2 separate regions of the Mus musculus genome follow, and region 1 is linked to region 2. A link is a contact called in public Hi-C data. All regions are on one chromosome and are shown on one strand. Each heading gives the region's core, a stretch centred on a gene start, on an enhancer-like site or on the middle of the called end of the contact. The rest is flanking DNA. Distances are from core to core; before and after follow the strand shown. Region 1 overlaps Dpysl2 (dihydropyrimidinase-like 2). Region 2 has its middle 16 kb from the start of Zfp395.

Evidence for each region. A called contact is a pair of places that touch in the nucleus more often than the background predicts.
Region 1: a Hi-C map of CD8 T cells shows a contact between it and region 2, with 4 times the contacts expected there. The contact joins two enhancer-like sites. A contact is called at or near these places in 1 of 39 promoter capture datasets (pre-B cells), 2 of 484 Hi-C or Micro-C datasets (B cells and CD8 T cells), 2 of 115 datasets of contacts at active chromatin or transcription factors (large pre-B cells and pro-B cells) and 1 of 9 other capture datasets (adipose tissue).

What each region holds. Positions count from the first base shown.
Region 1 is chr14:66,871,186-66,875,691 of GRCm38.p6, reverse strand. The region is part of intron 1 of Dpysl2 (dihydropyrimidinase-like 2); the gene reads left to right. Among named protein-coding and RNA genes, the nearest start is that of Gm5464, 4.6 kb to the right of the region's middle. Within about 2 kb of position 2,166, at least 55 of the 459 cell types and tissues checked have an H3K27ac peak or open chromatin away from gene starts, as enhancers often do. A contact at or near this core is called in CD8 T cells, adipose tissue and pro-B cells, where this site is marked.
Region 2 is chr14:65,340,567-65,345,013 of GRCm38.p6, reverse strand. No RefSeq gene overlaps it. Among named protein-coding and RNA genes, the nearest start is that of Zfp395, 16 kb to the left of the region's middle. Within about 2 kb of position 1,588, at least 394 of the 459 cell types and tissues checked have an H3K27ac peak or open chromatin away from gene starts, as enhancers often do. A contact at or near this core is called in CD8 T cells, adipose tissue and pro-B cells, where this site is marked.

The DNA.
Region 1 (4,506 bases), core at 917-3,416, 1.5 Mb before region 2:
GGGCTCAGACAGCTTTGAGAATGGTCAGTCCAAGTCACTGAGGCCATGAGAATGAAGGCAGGAGGGGCTGGAAGGAGAAGGCCTTCAGGAAGAAGGGGAGGAGACAGAATGTGTATGTACGGATTTCATATGGATTTAAAGATCTCGACATTGTGATTGCCTTAGTTAGGGTTTTACTGCTCTGAACAGACACCATGACCAAGGTAACTCTTACATTTCATTAGGACTGGCTTACAGGTTCAGAGCTTCAGTCCATTATCATCAAGGCAGGAACATGGCAGCATCCAAGCAGGCATGGTGCAGGCAGAGCTGAGAGTTCTACATATTCACCTGAAGGCTGCTAGTGGAATACTGGCTTCTAGGCAGCTAGGATGAGGGTCTTAAAGCCCACGTTCACAGTGACACAGCCACTCGAGCAGGGCTACACCTTCTAATAGTGCCACTCCCTGGGAGGAGCATAACAAACCGTCACAGTGATAGCAGTCAGTGTAGCCAGAATTTTGCTGCTATAACAAGCAGACCTCAGGTTTTATGACTTTAGCATAGGAGTGATTGGTACATGCTTCAGGTGGGTACTTACATGAAAATCAGTTTAATTTGGGTGAAATAAACCTAAAAAAAAAAAAAAACTCAATCACTCTAGCCATGTCATAGGGCTCCCCAGCCACATGGGGTGAGAGGTGACTTGGTTGGGGGCACAGCAGGTGCAGCATGTCTCCCTTGCTGCAAGATCTCTGTTGGCAAAGTGTCGCTCCCTGATTAGAAAGGGAGTGGGAGACAGACTCTCACTCCAGGAGAGGTTTGCTCTCAGACATGGACACACTCTGTCAGGGTTGCTTTATGAAGTGTTGCTGTGGGGCCAGTTTGCTAAGACTGAAGGTCAGAGGCAACAACTCCTGCAGTGGCTCTGCTGTCTTGCATGCAAACGTAGGCCAGACTCTGGTAATTCTGTAATTCTGATGAATAGTGAAGATTTAAGAATGTTGGGCCAGTGGGGGATTTCGCCATCTGTTTTTGTCCATTGTGCCCTGAATGTATTGATAGATATACTCACTGTGCATCTAGACCTCCACAGGCCTATGAGGTGAACGTTATCCTTCCAGTGGGGAGAAACACTAAGCACTGTTTCATTTAAACGTTGGTATCCATCTGTGCTGGTTCTCATGACCGGAAGTCCAAGGCTGCCCGGAGAAACTGGTTTTAGTTGGGGGCAGGGAGAAATAAGACAAGAAAGGGATGGATTTGGGGGATAAGGGAAAGTGTTTTGGAGTGGGGGGTCAAGGATAGAAATCAGTGAAGACAGAGATGTCAGGTAGATCAGCCAAACCTTGCTCCCATACAAGGCAGAGCCTGAGTTCTCCAAATCAAGTGCTTTATCATGAAGACAACAGGCTTGCTGAACTAAGGGGTTCTTGGATTTGAATATTTCTCTTGCTCCAGCAAGAAGCTGTGCTTTATTTGAGGCCTCTTTGGGCTTCACTTTCTCCATCTATATGATAGGATGGGAAGCCCTGGTAGGGCTTGGGGAAAGATGAAAGATTTGTATTGTTTTTTTTTTTTTTTTTTTTGGTATTGAATTTGAACTTTGTTGGGGGTCAAATTCAGGACGTTGCATTTTGGGAGCCAACTCTCCCACTGAGCCAGACCTGCACATGGATTATGTGTTCAAGGTCTCAGCACCATGACTGACGGTGTCAGTCTGTTCTCCATAGATGCTGGTTCCTACCTTATTAGCTGCACAGTGACATTGCATCCGATTGGATTGATATTGAAAGCCAGAGAAGCGGAAAGCTAGCAGTGATGTTTAGCCCTCTTTTGTAGAATGAAAGAGCAGGCCACACTGCACTTTGGAGAGGAGAGGAAGTTCTCAGTAGGGGTGAAAGCTTCCTGCTAGCTCAGTTTCTTGGTTTCCACTTTCAGAAATAGAAGGTTTGGTCCTGTGGCTCAGTGCACAGAGGAAAATAATCTTGCTGAACTCAGCTGTGGAAGATTCAGGCCCTGAGGGTGGAGGCAGGGTCAGATAATTGGTGGGCAGACTGGCTCATATCACTGGGACTTAAAAGCCCTCTCCCAGTGTGAAACCCCAATGCTCCAGGATAAAGGAGTGAACTATGTGCATACTCTTCATTGGCCACCAGGGGGAAGACCTGAGACAGGAAGGCCAGCTAGGTCTGGGTGTCTCCATCAGGGACAGAGACCTCAAGGACATTCTGTATTCACACATACCAGGGTGCAGTGTGTGTAATCCTGAGATCCTTTGGGTGGTGTCTGTGCCAACTGGAGGCTGGAAGAGAAAGCTCGATTCTGTTTGCTTCTGTGGAATACCCTGATTTCCTTTGTGTCCCAATACCCGTCTTGGCCTCATGTAGTCAGGGGATCTTCAGGACCCTTTCAGAGCCCAAAGGGGGCGGGTAGTTCATATGGCCCAGTTCTGGTAAAAGTAGTCTATGACTGTTCTGATGATCCTCACTGAGCCACACCCAAAAGATGCACCCATGGAAGGTGGTAGCTGGTCTGGTCTCATGTATGTCTGCTTAGCTGTCCTTTGGCAATCTGGGCCCTTTGGGGTTTCATAGTCAGAAAAGCAGTCATCCTTGCCTGCACCCATCTGCAGCCCAGCACCCTGGTCAGAGCCTTTTGGTTTTGGCAACCCAGGATCCCTGCTCCTTCTCTTGGCCGCTGTGTCATCCTAACCTCTGCAGACCACATCGGACGGAGGCTGCAGCTCTGGGTAACTGGCCGCAATGGCTCAGGGGGGTGTTGCGGTTTTCTTCTTGGCCACATCTAGATTCCGATCTTCCCGTCAGCATTTTGTTTCCGAGTGTCCCTTCCCTGTGATATTCTCAATGTTGGGCTTCCGCAGCGCCTCAGAAGCAGAAATGGTCACTTCAGCTTTCCACATGGAAGGAAAATGAAACTAAGAACCTTGGAGGGCTGGGTCTGGACAGATACTGTATTGGGCAAACTACTGAGGAACTGAGAGCAGCTAGCTAGTCACCCTGGAGCATCAGATTGACAGCCTTCAGCTCACCACCCCACTTCCTGGCATAAGCACCTTATAAAGCCAGGGTGGGTGTTATCTCTACTCCATTCATCTCCACAAGCCATCTTTTCAAAACATAAAGCTCTCCTGCTGCACTCTTTACAAGGGTGAGCTGTCAGCAAGACTCTGTCACAAGTTCTTAGCACTGTGAGTACAAAGAAAGAAAGAAAGAAAGAAAGAAAGAAAGAAAGAAAGAAAGAAAGAAAGAAAGAAAGAAAAGAGATCTACCCTCCCGCCAGGCTCGGGGCTGAGTTGCACCACACAGTATAGGAGGCACATAGGACAAAGGTATGGATTAGGGAGGAAGGATGAAGAATGATGGAGAGGAAGGAACAACTTCAGAGGATGAGGGCGTGCCTACACAAGAGATGCTTGCCCAGCAAGCACAAGGCCCTGAGTTAGAGCCTTTCTCTGTCCAATCTACTCAAAATATAACTTTAGAAAATATAGTCATGGGGATATTTTCCTAGGGGCTCCTTGTATGATTCTGAGGTTCATTTCAAGATTAATGAGGCTCCTAGCAGTTAGGAGAAACAACATAAACTGTAGGCAGCTTTGTTCCTTGTCCCCTCTTCTCACAAGAACAAGCTTTGCGAACAAAATTCCACTGAAGTTCCAAGGACCAGGGGGTGGGGGTAGGGAGCTGTGTGGCTGGAACCAAGACCCACCACAGTGACTGTGCCCAAAATAAACTGAGTCTGGTGTGGTTTTTGGCATGGTGGTGATGTGGAAAAGCCTTTTGTTTTTTTCCCCGTAACAACGAAGCGACAAAGCCTATTTATTTATGTACCAATCATTAACACGTACTATGAGATCAGGCTGCATGCTGCACAGCATCTATTTTATCTGAACAAAACAAAACAAAACACAAAAAAAATCCCAACCAAACAAAAACCAGAAGTGAAAGGAAAGAAAGCACAATGTGCTTTTCTACTTCTTTATTTTGAGATACGGTCATGGAAAGCTGGACAGACCAGCAGTGAATCTTGTGTTTCTCCTGCCTCGGCGTCCTGAGTAGCTGCAGGTACAAGCCTATGCCAACAGGCCCAGCTAAAGGCCACTGGGCTCTGAGCACGTAGGCAAACACTACTATTGGGAGGTGTCTTTTTCTTCTCTGCAAGAAGAGGTTTGCTTTGAAGCTCTGTATATCTGCTGAGCATGGGGACTGTCTGGGAGTCCAGGGGGCGGCTGAAGTCAGTCTCAACTCCCCCTTCAGTTTATTCCCCAAGACTGCGCCAGATGCTTGGGGTGTTACTACCATAAGGACTGTCTCACAGGGACACCAATGCTTGCCCTTTCCTGGTTGGTGTTGGGTGAGGAATTGTAGGGAGGTGGGCTCTGGAAGAGACTGTGAATGCAGAATAGATAGATTCATCCTTGTTGTCAAGCATTTAACTTTTAAACACCCAGAAGTCTTGGAGACTGGCACCAATATCCTATTCCCAGATAATGATTTCCTAGGA
Region 2 (4,447 bases), core at 339-2,838:
TGGAACTCCAGCTTCGGGAGATGCAGCACCTCTGGTCATTTGGGAACCTGCACTCACTCACATATACCCACATGCAAGCACACACACAATCTAAGATAATAATACATCTTTAATAACTAACACCAGGGAATAGAGGACTGATGTTCCAAATTAGAGACACTAATGACAGAAAATCACACGTCCTCACACAATAGGGTCAGCGCTTTGGGGGGTGGGGTAATTCAAAAGCCTCCTGTTCCCTTCCTTCTCTATGTTTGTGACTTCTGACTGACTAGAGTCTTTATGTGGTGTGCTTCAAGTCCTCAGATATAAACCGGTTAGGTAGTGGTAATGGATACAGTAGCAAATACCACGTACAGCTACAGTTTCTCCGTGCTTTGTATTTTTCAGATGAATGGAAACTCATTTGAGGAAGGTATTGCCCGGTGTTCGCTAATTTTTGCGAGTTCATTTGTGGAGCACATTAGGTTGTGTGAGCAGCCCTCTGGCTCATCCTAGTTAGAAAAACCAAGCACAAGCTATTGAATTGCCTAGAACAACCCCCAAAGGGCTTATTTGTGTGTATTGTGGCCAGATGCAAGCATGTGAACTACGTGAGGACCAGCAAATGAATCAGTTCCTGGAAAAAAAAAAAAAAGTGGCAGAGACCCACTCAGGAACAAGCACGCAGCAGGCGTCCACCTCTTCGAGCAGCAACACTAGAAACACCGCTCCATAGTCCTATCCTAAAGGATCCAAGAAATTCAGGGCCTAAAAAAACGATGTGCATGCAACCCTTCACCAACCACAGTACTGTGTGTGCAGGGTGGAAGGCGCAAAGGCCAGGAGGAGCTGTGCAGCCACTAGGAACTTGTTTGAAGACTGCGCTGCGCCGGATCATCCAGCTCCTATCCAGGCCCACCGCAGCCCCGGCCCCCAGCCCGTTCCGCTCCCTCAGCTTGGAACTCCGGGCCACGTTTTCGCGCTTGCTCTCCCACCCCCCTCCGCCAACACCGGGTTACTGCTCCCCCGCCAGGAGTAAACAAGCAGCCGGAGCCCGCAGCCAGTAAGCCGGGCCCCTGAGCCCAGTTTCCTGCGCCAGCCCTAGCAACAGGCCCCGCCCCCACGACAGGCCCCGCCCGCATGCCTTCTTCCACTCCCACCCCTCCGTTCCTTCTCTCGCCGGGTCCCGGAGCGCTAGAGGCCCGGAGCCTTCAGCCAGCCTCCTCCCAAGGGACCGCCCCGCCCACGCGGCCCCGCCCACGTGACTCGCGCTATGGGCCGGAGAGAAAAATAAGCTGGGGGCGTGGCCAGATCCCGTCCCGCCCCGCCCCGAGGCCTGCGCGGCCTGGCTCTGCTCCAGCCCGCGAGCCGGGCTGGGCTTCGTGGCGGCGTGTATGCCGCTTCTGTTTCTGCAGGCGCAACGCGCTTTGCTCCATCTTCCCTATAGCCTCTGCTCGGCTGAACCTCTTAAAGTCGCTGCCTGAGCCCCAGAATCGGCCTTTCGGTCCTTAAACGTATACATTCCGGCGGCGTAAACGCGCACCCCTGCGCGGTCAGGGTGGCGCTGGTCGCCCTTTCCTAGAAGGTGAGCGAACTTGAGGTTCAGGACTGAAGAGATCCACTGTCAGACTCCACCTCCTGTTGCTTCTGTCTGGTCTCTTACTGGTCAGTGTCAAATGACTGACCACTCCAAACCTGCAGCCCAGTCTCAGCCCCCGCCTCATCCGGGGACAGCACAACTGCTATAATGGAGCTAGGCATAGCTGGCAAAGAGAGGTGGGAGGCCTTCCCAGCAGTACTTTCTTGTGCCTGTGACAAGAGGAAGGATTGTTCAGGCCAGAATTCCGCAGCCCCTTTCTTCACCTACTTGTTATCTTAGGCAAATCTTTGCTGGATTCCAGAGATAACTTATAACCCGGAGGAGGAGCGACAGTAACTACCTAACAGAGATGATGCACAGAGTAACACCAGTAGATAAGGTGTTCAGAATAGGGATTGGCATCCAAGCTAATAAAAAAAAAAAAAAATCACTCAGGACTGGTCACACACTGTTGTCTTTTTAACGTGCTCCCTGCTAGTACCTGCAGCAGCCTGACAAGGCTTTAGGGGCCTGAAGTCAAGGTTTTTTGGGGGGAAGGATGGAGGAACAAACAGGGGATCTCTTTACAGGCTAAGGCAAATGCATCTTATGGCTAGTAACCCTTGAAATCTTGTGGGATTCAACCCAGACCTTGTTCCTGTTATTGTAGCCGTCCACCACTGAGCTACACCCCCATTCTTCTTTGTACAGATTAGTTTGAGAACTTGTGACTCTCTTTCCCAAACAGCTGAGCTTACAGACTTGAACTACCTGATCCAGCACCGAACACGTTTCTAAGTGGAAGGAATGTGCAGTGAACGATCTGTGGTGCCAAGGAAAGAGGTGTGGATGGTGGGGTCTGGAACAGGACGAAGATGGGAGTCTGAGAAAGAAGCTGGCCATAGACCCAGACAGGACAGGGAGACACTACAAGACCCTGGTCTTTTATTCTGACCCCTCATTCCATAAATTACACAAGTGATAGTGTGCTCAAGTTTCTTCAGATGGAGCCTTTTTGCTCTCTCTCCTTTATCAGGTCTCTCTATTAGCCTCAACTCCATCCTGTGGGTACTGGTGGTTAACAAATGTTTCAATGTGTGTTAAATGAAAACTTATATACATTACCCTCTGGGCCCATAACTTTATCTCCCTTCCTTCTTCCCTCCCTCCCTTCCTCCCTTCCTCCCTTCCTCCCTTCCTCCCTTCCTCCCTTCCTTCCTTCCTTCCTTCCTTCTTTCCTTCTTTTTTTATTTTATGAGGCAGAATTTCTCTGTACCCATACACCCATGCAGTCTCTCACACGTACACATAGAACAGAGATAAATCTTAAACATATTTAAAGGAATTTTTGCTTCCTTATGCAACTCCAGAATTATAGGAAGCCAAGAGAGGTATTACCTGGGGTATACAGCCAGTGAGACTTAGAACCAAGTTTCTGCTTCCCAGCTGACTGTTAGGGCCATCATGCAGGAGTTGGAAGGGAAAATAGTACAAAGGGTGGGAGCTGGAGCTGGGGAGAGTTCGGTGGGTAAGAGTGCACAAGCATGAGCACTGAGTTCAAATCCCAGTGTCTGCCTGTGTGAACACTTGTAAAACAGTACTTTGTTGGGGCATAGGATCACTGGGGCTTACTGACCTAGCTCCAGGTACATTAAAAAAATCCTGTCTCAAGGAAATAAGGCCAAGAGTCATAAAACAGGATATCCAATGTCCTGGTCTCTCACGCATGGCCACACACACATACATTTTCTCAATCTCTCTCTCTCTCTCTCTCTCTCTCTCTCTCTCTCTCTCTCTCTCACACACACACACACACACACACACACACACACACACACACTCACACTACACGGGACTTGCAAGAGCCAAGAGAACTTCATTCAGATATCAGGGACACTCACTACAAGAGAGGACCTGAGTGGTGGTCCTGGCTCAGTAAGATTTGGACCCCAGGGAAAGAGAAGTTGTGAGAGAGGAAGCGGCGTCTTACTAAGGCTGCAATGGGCGTTTATAGGGGCGAACAAGGAAACCAGTTGGCTTAGAAGAGAGGTTTGTGTTGAGTCTCGGTATGACAAGGTGTTGGAGGGTTGATGAGGCCAGATTTAGAGAAATTCTAACTTATGGGATAAATTTTGACCTTTGTCTATGGGTAATAAAGACAAAAAAACAACAACAACAACAACCCTGAAATCAGTGAACAGGGTGCTGAAGCAAGACTGGGTACCGGGCAGAGATCTGCCAGCTCGGTCTGATTTGCATCTTTTGCAGACAGTTGCTTGCTGTATAGTCATCTCCCACTCACAGGAGACGCTACCAACTAGTTTTCATCTATTTCATTTCCAAATGAACATGATATTGTCAGGGAGCAGAGAAGCTCCGGAGAGGGTGTTCAAGAGAAGCAGTATGCCTGCTGAAGACTAGATACTTTCATTGGGATATCTCATTTAACCCTCACCTTCTGTCGGGGTGTGCTACTTCCTCATTGACGCCCATAAAGTTAGACTCTTGCCAGCCTAGTGACTTTTATTAATAATCATTTTCATTTTAAAAAAATATTTATTTTAGTGTATGTGCCTGAGTGTATGTTTGTGCACCACATACACATAGGAACCTGAAGAGGTCAGGAGAGGTTGTCACATCCCCAGAACTGACAAATGGTTACTAATGGTTGTGAACCACCATGAGGGTGCTAGGAACTAAATTCAGGTCCTCTTTGAGAGCAGCAAATGCTCTTAACTACCCAGTGGTCTGTTTAGCCAGCCTATCATTCTCATTTTTGCTACAGGCAAATGGGCAGGTTGAAAACTGAGCTCAACAGTTCCATAGACATCTCTTCTGATTAAAAAGTAGTTATGACATACTACCAAAGGGTTGCAATTAAAAAGT